Regions from separate parts of the Gossypium hirsutum genome. Here regions 1 and 2 are each linked to region 3. Evidence: chromatin contacts called from public Hi-C data. All regions are on one chromosome and are shown on one strand. Each heading gives the region's core, a stretch centred on a gene start, on an enhancer-like site or on the middle of the called end of the contact. The rest is flanking DNA. Distances are from core to core; before and after follow the strand shown.

The links. A called contact is a pair of places that touch in the nucleus more often than the background predicts.
Region 1: a contact with region 3 is called in a Hi-C map of leaf, with 2.1 times the contacts expected there. The contact joins the promoter of LOC107909932 here to the promoter of LOC107911242 in region 3. A contact is called at or near these places in 4 of 34 Hi-C or Micro-C datasets (callus and leaf).
Region 2: a contact with region 3 is called in a Hi-C map of leaf, with 2.3 times the contacts expected there. The contact joins the promoter of LOC107909883 here to the promoter of LOC107911242 in region 3. A contact is called at or near these places in 12 of 34 Hi-C or Micro-C datasets (anther, callus, hypocotyl and 1 more).

The regions. Positions count from the first base shown.
Region 1 is chrD08:42,776,243-42,778,942 of Gossypium_hirsutum_v2.1, forward strand. LOC107909932 (probable polygalacturonase) reads left to right here and starts at 1,295. Exons shown (of 5, transcript XM_016837645.2): 1 at 1,295-1,885. The coding sequence starts at 1,547.
Region 2 is chrD08:42,648,271-42,650,970 of Gossypium_hirsutum_v2.1, forward strand. It overlaps LOC107909883 (endoglucanase 6), which reads right to left and starts at 1,283. Exons shown (of 9, transcript XM_041098169.1): 1 at 371-1,283; 2 at 26-238.
Region 3 is chrD08:41,887,398-41,890,097 of Gossypium_hirsutum_v2.1, forward strand. LOC107911242 (dynamin-related protein 5A) reads right to left here and starts at 1,293. Exons shown (of 16, transcript XM_016839119.2): 1 at 957-1,293; 2 at 794-857; 3 at 580-687; 4 at 394-495; 5 at 196-246. The coding sequence starts at 1,085. LOC107911231 (UDP-glucose 4-epimerase GEPI48) reads right to left here. Exons shown (of 9, transcript XM_041098182.1): 8 at 2,674-2,700; 9 at 2,200-2,592. The coding sequence ends at 2,490.

The sequences.
Region 1 (2,700 bases), core at 45-2,544, 890 kb after region 3:
GGTACCTATGTAAATCCTTCAACCTCTCCTTTGATGGCACGATACCTAATAATTGCCCGCACATTGACTCCAAATTGATGCCATTAGGTCCAATTACTGCCTCTCCATTAATTTGAATGTCAATTATAAAAGTGATGTCTTTGAGAGTAATTGTTTCTTCCTTACATGGAAAATGGAATGTAATTATTTTCGGCCTCCATATTTTCACCAAGATGGAAACCAACATGGAGCTTTTCCATTTTATATGCCATGGACAAATTGACATCTTGCAAACATTCTTAGGAATGAAGATTGGGATCCGAGAAGTGTAAATTATGTCAGACCTAAAGATAATACTAATTGTTAAAAACAAAAAGAATTAAAATTTGGAAAATCTTAAAAATAATTCTTCGATAATTAAAAAAATAATTAGAGATTTCACCTTGTTGAGGGCACAATTAATAATATGGTAGACCATTTTCTCTCGAAAAATATGTAAATAAAAGCATTTTTTTTTGTTTTTTTGTAGAGTTGGAAAGCTTGAGTAAGATTTTGATGAGAAAAAAAGAAGGATGATTGAATTTTTATAGAGTGGAAGGCGATCACCATAAGAACTGACTTCCACTGCATTCAATGTAGTTGGTTGGTCCTACGACAAAATAAAATGCTAGTCTAACCTTTTATCTCTAAACTTGACACTTGTAGATTTCAACTCTTCTCGACATGCTGACATAAAATGTATGAATTAATGTGTTGATTTGGCAACACATTAAACTATACTCGATATCAAAATTGCCTAAAAAGCGTATTTTGAGAAATGAGTTTATCAATAAATAATAAGTTTTATTAGGATTAAATCACTATTTGGGGTCTAAACTTAGCAATTTTTCTCACATTGGAGTCTTAACTTTTTTTTGGTCAAAGTTAAGCCCTGAATTTGACAATTGTTTCCTCATTAGGGTCTGAACTTGGCAATTATCCCCAAATTAAGATTTAAACTTTAAGGTTTTTAAGGACTAAGTTGAATAAAAAAGAGTTGAAGTCTCAATGTGAGAACATTTGTCAAGTTCAAAACCTAACATGAAGAAAAAAGGGTAAAACCTTAATGTAAGAATAATTAACAAATTTTAACCTAAATAACAAAAAAGGAATTCAGACCAAGTTCAAATCAAAAGGTGATTTTAACTTTATTATTATTATTATTAAGTCAAAAAGTGCATATATAATAATAATAATAATAATAATTATTATTATTATTATTATTATTAAATATTTTAAACATAAAAAATAGAGAAATCTTAAAATTAAGAGTTGAGCCAAAACCAAAGGCATCAACACCTCAACCATTACTTCTCTCCGGCCTTTCTTTGCGATAAGTTGATAAAGTCCCAATCCTTACTTCAAAGTTCAAGCTTTCCTTTTCTTAATTAAAAAAATAAGCAGAAAGAAACCCTTTGGAGCTCTCTCCTTGTTTCCATCTCCGTATCTACGCCCAGTGTTCCATCAACTCATTTTCTGTCCTTCTCCAAATAAACTTCCCTTTCTTTTTCTTTCTATTTGAACCCGAATGTTTCGTGCATTGGCTTCTGTTTTGCTTTGTTGCTTCTTCCTTGAAGCCTCTTTTTGGGTTCACTTTTCTTATGGGGACTTGACAACCTGCTCGGGGATTGTTCCTATGACGGAAAGAGGCGATAAGATATCGATAACGGACTTTGGTGGTGTCGGCGACGGACAGACGCTCAATACCATAGCCTTCCGGAAAGCTATATATCGGATTCAGCATCTGAGAAGGAGAGGCGGCACGCTACTTTTTGTGCCTTCTGGAGTCTACTTAACCGACAGTTTCAATCTTACTAGTCATATGACACTTTATTTGGCTCGAGGTGCTGTTATCAAAGCCACTCAGGTAACTCAAGTCTCTTAACTACTGATTATTACTTGCTAGTATTATCAGAGTCTTCACTCAAGTTTGGATCTTACAGAATCTTTATTCCAACCCTTCCCTTCCTAATATTGCTAAAAAAATTGCTGTATTTTACTCAAACGTAAGGTTTAATTGTGAGGAAAATGGGAGTGAGTTGAATCTTAGAAATGAATTGATCATTGTTAGATTAAAGTACTTTGCTTCTAAAATGGTAATGAAAGCTGTAATCTGGGTTTTAATTATGAACTAGTATAATTTATAATAATAATTGCAAAGACTGATTCTTCTATATGACTGTTATTCTTGCTTTTCTTTCCTTTTCTTTATTCTTTGTTCACTTTTTTAAAGATTTGGGTTTTGGTTGCATTGTTGTCTTAAATATAATAAGTGTAGTTTGTACGATATAGTTGAAATGACAATTTTATTGCGACACTGTTTGTGGCGAAGATGGTCTCCATGGAAGTGGGTCCGCGCAGCATTGTTAAGATATGAGAGAAATATTGTCGGTTGCCATAGTATAGTTGCATGTGCATGATATTTTGGGTTTTCTTTTTTCTTTAGTTCTCATTCAATAGCTGGCAGGCTTTGTTGTCCAACTTGGTGCCATATCTAGTCTAGATTAATAATATAATGCAGTCCTGTTACAGTGTTGGTGTTATTAATTAAATAATAAAATCATACTCTTCCTAATGGACAGTAGTAATAGACAATCTGAATGGATGATGTCGCAATAGCTTTCAATTAAGATATTTTTAGATGTTAGAAAAATAAGTGGTTATGGTCATACTTGAAAGGAG
Region 2 (2,700 bases), core at 33-2,532, 760 kb after region 3:
GAGGGAAGAAGGTCGGGAAGAGTACCTCTCCATAAAGGACATAAGGTTCGGGATGAGCTTTAATGAGGTAGTCAGTGCCTCACTTGACTGCTTCCATCGCATGGCCGAGCTCTCCATTGGCACCCATTTGTTTCCCGTACTCTATAATACTCCAGGACATCATTGTTATGGTGAATGCCATGGGCAGTCCGAACTTCACATTGTCCCCTGCATCGTAGTACCCTCCAACCAGATCCACCTTGAGAATTTGGGAAAACAACTTCAACCATAAATACCATAATTTTCGATTCTAAATGAAGCAAGTCAAAGAACAAAAGTGACGTTTTGACCGAGAAAACAAGTTCAAGTTGAGAGTGGAACTTTAACTTACCCCACTGGCCTTGCCGTCATTCAAGCCGGAATTGGCTCTCCACGTAACTCTCTGGTTATGAGGAAGGTAACCAGATCTCTGAGCTTCAAAGAACAGAATGCTCTTGCTCAGAGCTTGGTTATAGTCATGTCCAGCAAAAGCAGAAGGAAGAAAAAGCAGCAGAAGTAAAGGAGTCATTTCAATCAGCCTCATCAACTTCTCCATGTACATTCAAACTTATCAAAAGACACAATTCAAGTTTCAAGTTGAAACAAAAACAGATCTCTTTCTGCAGAGTGGGGTTTCCTTCAAGTTTCTAAAACTAAAAAGAGAAACCCATTTGGTATCGAACACAAAAAATGCAGTGGGATTGGGAATTGGAGAGAAAGGTAAAAAAAAATGGAATGAGTTAAAAGAGGTGATAGAAATGAAAGTGAGGAGAGAAAGAGCAGTGGGATTGGGAATTGGAAGAGGAGCTGAAGCCTCTATATATTGTGGAGTGGAGGGAAGGAAGAGCAAGAGAGGTTAAAAATTGGTATTGAAAGTAGTTTTTAATAATAATTGGAGGAGAGGGAAAGGGAAAGAACAAAGTCATGTGGGTGTCCCTGGCGCTTTTAGTCTTTCACTGGGTAGAGTCGGTGCGGATTTAATGGTTCTTTTTGGCAGGGAAACTGCTGCTAAACATGATTAAAATTAATTTCTGATTTTTACTCTTCTGTAGAATTTCTTTTTATGCCTTCTCCACTCCACTAAACTTACATTGTTTGTAACTTGGGAATAATGCCCCTGAAATTAAGGCATGAAGTTTATTACGACTCCATTAAATCTCTGTTGGGCACCGCATGTGGGAGGGTACCCTGTCCTGGGTCACAAATGGTGGACATAATTGGATTTTGCAAAACTTGGCTGCTTGGTTTATGTTTTGAAATTTGTTCACCCATAATTAATGCAAATTATTTTTATTTTTATTTTTAAATTAATCATCTGGCTTCTGCAGCCTGCGACCTGTCCGTTTGCGTCTCCTGTCGTATTAGGTATGGGAAAATTGCAAACCCTGGATCATCTTTTACAGGTGCTGCCACACTGCTTGATTAGGCCAATTATAGCACATATCTAACCCTAATTATTTTAGACATTTTATTTTCTTTTTCTTTTTGAATTGTATTAAATATGATTATTTTAAATATTAACTTAAATCTCTTAAAATATATTCATTTTCTCAATTTTGTACTTAATTTTATTTATCTATTTTGTAATGTTGGTTAAAAATATTTGTTAGGCCACTTTGATCAATGAAAAAAAATGTCACAGTGGTCGATGTTGATCGACCATTGACGAGTATTGATTGATCATTGGTAGATATTGACCAATTGTTGACGGTAATTGATCAGACATTGATTTGCCATGTTATGCTATTAGAATATACCACATGTCTCTTTTATTTTTTTAATATTATATATATTATATTGATTAAAAATATAAAAGAAATCATATATAATATATATAATTTTAAAAAAATTATAATTATTATCATAAACAATAAATTTTAAGATATAATTTATTGACCACACATAAATCTACATATGTTTGGAGAATGAATTGATGTGAAAAGCATAAAGAAAAAGATGCATTATTAATGGATAAATGTAAATGTTATATATTATTGATGAAGGGGGTTGAATGTAACCCTAAATTCTCAACTAAAAGCCATTATTTTGTCCAGCTAAAGAAAAGGGGGTTGAGGTTTTTATGACGATTGGATGTAGAATTAAAATCTAAATATTAGAGGGAATTTGAATTTTTTTTTTGACAAGCTTAGAAGACATGGAATTTGAATAATTGCTTTAATTATTGAGGGAACTTCTCAGCATCAACCGGAATTGTTGATAATGGTAACTATGATTCGCCAAACCCGACAACCCCATTTTATTTTCTCTTCTGAAATTAGGAGTCCACCGACGGCATCCGGTAGGCAATATGACAATCCTTTGTAAAATCAACTGTGCAAGATGTCCATTTTCATTTGGTTATTTTATTTAAAAGGTCAAAAAGAGAGCGCTTAATTCCCAACAGCAATCAACGGTCTCCGCCGGAAATTAACCTTTTTCTTTTTTTTGGGTTGCCGAAAATATTTTTGTCATCTTGCTTTTCCTTTTGCCCTTTCATAAAAGTAAAAAAGAGTTTTTTATTTTAATATCATAAGAAGGTTTTAAAAAACCAAGAGATGTGGACAGTGGAGACGTACGGTATGTAAGTCAAAGAGGCAAGCCTCCGCAATTACCGGCTAACAACGGTTCTATCACGACTTCTGATGGTTCTACCTAGGCAACGCGGTCACCGGCTGTCCGGGT
Region 3 (2,700 bases), core at 43-2,542:
AAGAGAATGAAATTGGGGTATGAAGTGCAAAAATGCTATGATTTTTTTTTTTTACATGGGAAATAAAAAGAATTAAATTTTGAATATTTTACTTATTTTAGGTCCCGTGGAAATATGGTAGTCTAAATTAGAGACAAAGCATTATAAGGATTGAAATTTTCTTTGAATTTTCACGAGGCTTTTCCGTTAACTTACCAACAGCTACCTTCGTCAGACCAGGAAGGTCAACCAGAGTCAAATTGACAACTGCATAAAATTACATAAAAAATAAAAAAAAATAAGTAGAGAAAATATCTTATATGCTGGAGATTTGGTAGAACATATAATAAGATGACTTTTTACAATTAAATAAAGTGGAAGAAAACAGAAATAATTTTTACAAACAGGTCATACCGTTGGGAGAAAATATACTAAGATGAATTGGAACACTAGATATTTGTTTAGTTCGCCCAGTTTCTCTATCCGTCTCATCTTGAATCTCCTTCCTAACAGCAGCTATAACGTAGATAACAAAAAGTTAAACCCTAAGATTTATATAACTCCTTTTGCTTAAATAAAGAACGATAAGAAGATATTTACCAAAATCGGTAATTCTTTTTCTAGGAAGGTGAAGAAACTCAGCATATTCTCTGGTTCCTTCATCACTTTTATGAAGCTGTAACACCAGAGGTCTACGAGTAACAATACCTGCATTAATTTTTAATCAAAAAAGCAAAATGAAAGAAAAAAGAATCAGTTCTTGAGTTTCTTAGCGGTGAAGGATAGATTGAGAGCGATAACTTATTGTTTTTACCGGATCCACGAGGTAAAAAATCCTTGCCGACAACGCTTTCCAACACCGAAGATTTCCCTGAACTCTGTTAATATTGAAATCTCAGACCAGCAGATCATAAAAGAAAAAAGAAAACAAAGGTTGACTAGAAATAGAAAAAGGAAAAGAAAGATCGAGAGTCGACCTGACCACCAACGACGGCGATCGCCGGTAAGGAATCCCAAAGAGTAGGCAAGGCGCTTGCCTCTCCATGATCACCAAGAGCAGTGCAAGCTCTTTGAATCTTGTTCACCAGAGAAATCAAATTATCCATTTTTTCTTTTTCTTTTTTAAGATGTGTGCCGGCGACGATAACAAGCGTCGGATTCAAATCAGCTAGATCTGAGCTGATAAGGTAAAGAAACGGCACCTGTCAGATCTGAGTGAGAAATGAGAACCAAATGAAGTTCCGTCCGGAGAAAGGAGTTTTTTTGAAGTTTTGAAATGGAGGAAGAATAAAGGGACTTCGGCTTTAAAAGTGAAGCGCGTTTTATTTATTATTTATTTATTTTAAATATTATTTTTACCACCGATTTATTTTATGTGTTTGAATTTAGTATGCATTTTTGAAGTGAAACGGCGTGTCTAGCTAATACGACAATGAAGTAAACAATGCCTGGGGAACTCCGGGCCGGAAAGTGATAAATAAGGCGGTTGGCTTAGGTAAAAACATCTTCGACTCGACAGAGCTAACTTGGTAAAATTAATTCCAATTTTTCTAATTAAAATTATGAAATTTATTTATTGTTGAATTTTTGGATTAATAATTTTAAAGAAAAAAATAAAAAAGATGAATGGTTTGAATTGTTAAAATTAACGAGAGAATCTAAATTTCAAATAAATCTTTTTATAATATAATTATATAAAAAAAGGAAAAAAGATTTTCTGCATGTTAAAGTTTTATATATTTTTGTTGAGATCTTCAATTCCATTAACTTTTTCCTATCTAAACAAAAGAAAGCTAATCAAACAAGGGAAACTCTTAGATTTCTTTTTCTTTCTTCCTATAAAAGTAAAATATCATAAATGAATTTATTAATTAAAAACAAAAAGTAGATTAAATTAACATTTTCTCATAAAGATTTAAATTTCAAAATTAAATTTAGAAGACCTTCCTTTTGTACCAACGGCACAATAACAGATGGCATGGCATGGCATGGCAACTTTTTCCTTTTCTCTATTGGATTTAATTAAATGGGCGATATAAAGCCGTTGGACTTGGAGACTAGTCCAGTATTCCGTTTGTTGTGGGCCTGTGTCTTTATACTTTTATAATTACGCCTTACAGAGACAACCTTTGTGTTTTTTTCCCTTTGATTGAAGGGAGGCTCACCATTTAATAAACTTATAATTCAAATTTTTGCAATATTAATAATCATAAAGGATGTAAAAAAAAATTTTTGAACAATGACGGTATTTTTCATTACAAGTATCTATGTGTAGTTCGTGTTCATGTGATAATTTACTCCCACAAACGATAGCTAGTAATGAGGAGCAGTATAATACACAAGCTTCTGAGCAGTTGAAGCATCCCTATACTAAGTATGTTCCTCTTTCTCTATAATTCGTAACATCTTTAATCGTATTAATTAATCACCTAAAATCCTGTCAATAATAAAAAATAAAAATCCTATGATCATAAAATGTCTTCATATAGAATGGTGGTTTCACAGTGTCTTCACTTCATCACTCCGTTTGACTCAGGAGATCCATATCCATATGGATTCTTGCTGGCCCAGTTCCATTGATCCCTGCACATTTCTTCAATGCCGTACCTTGCCCTGCAATCAATCACAACCCAATTCATCTAAGATTCCTTTCCTCAACAATAAAATGAACAACTTTATAAACTATGGCCTTACCTCCAATTCAACTCCCGTTCCGCTTTT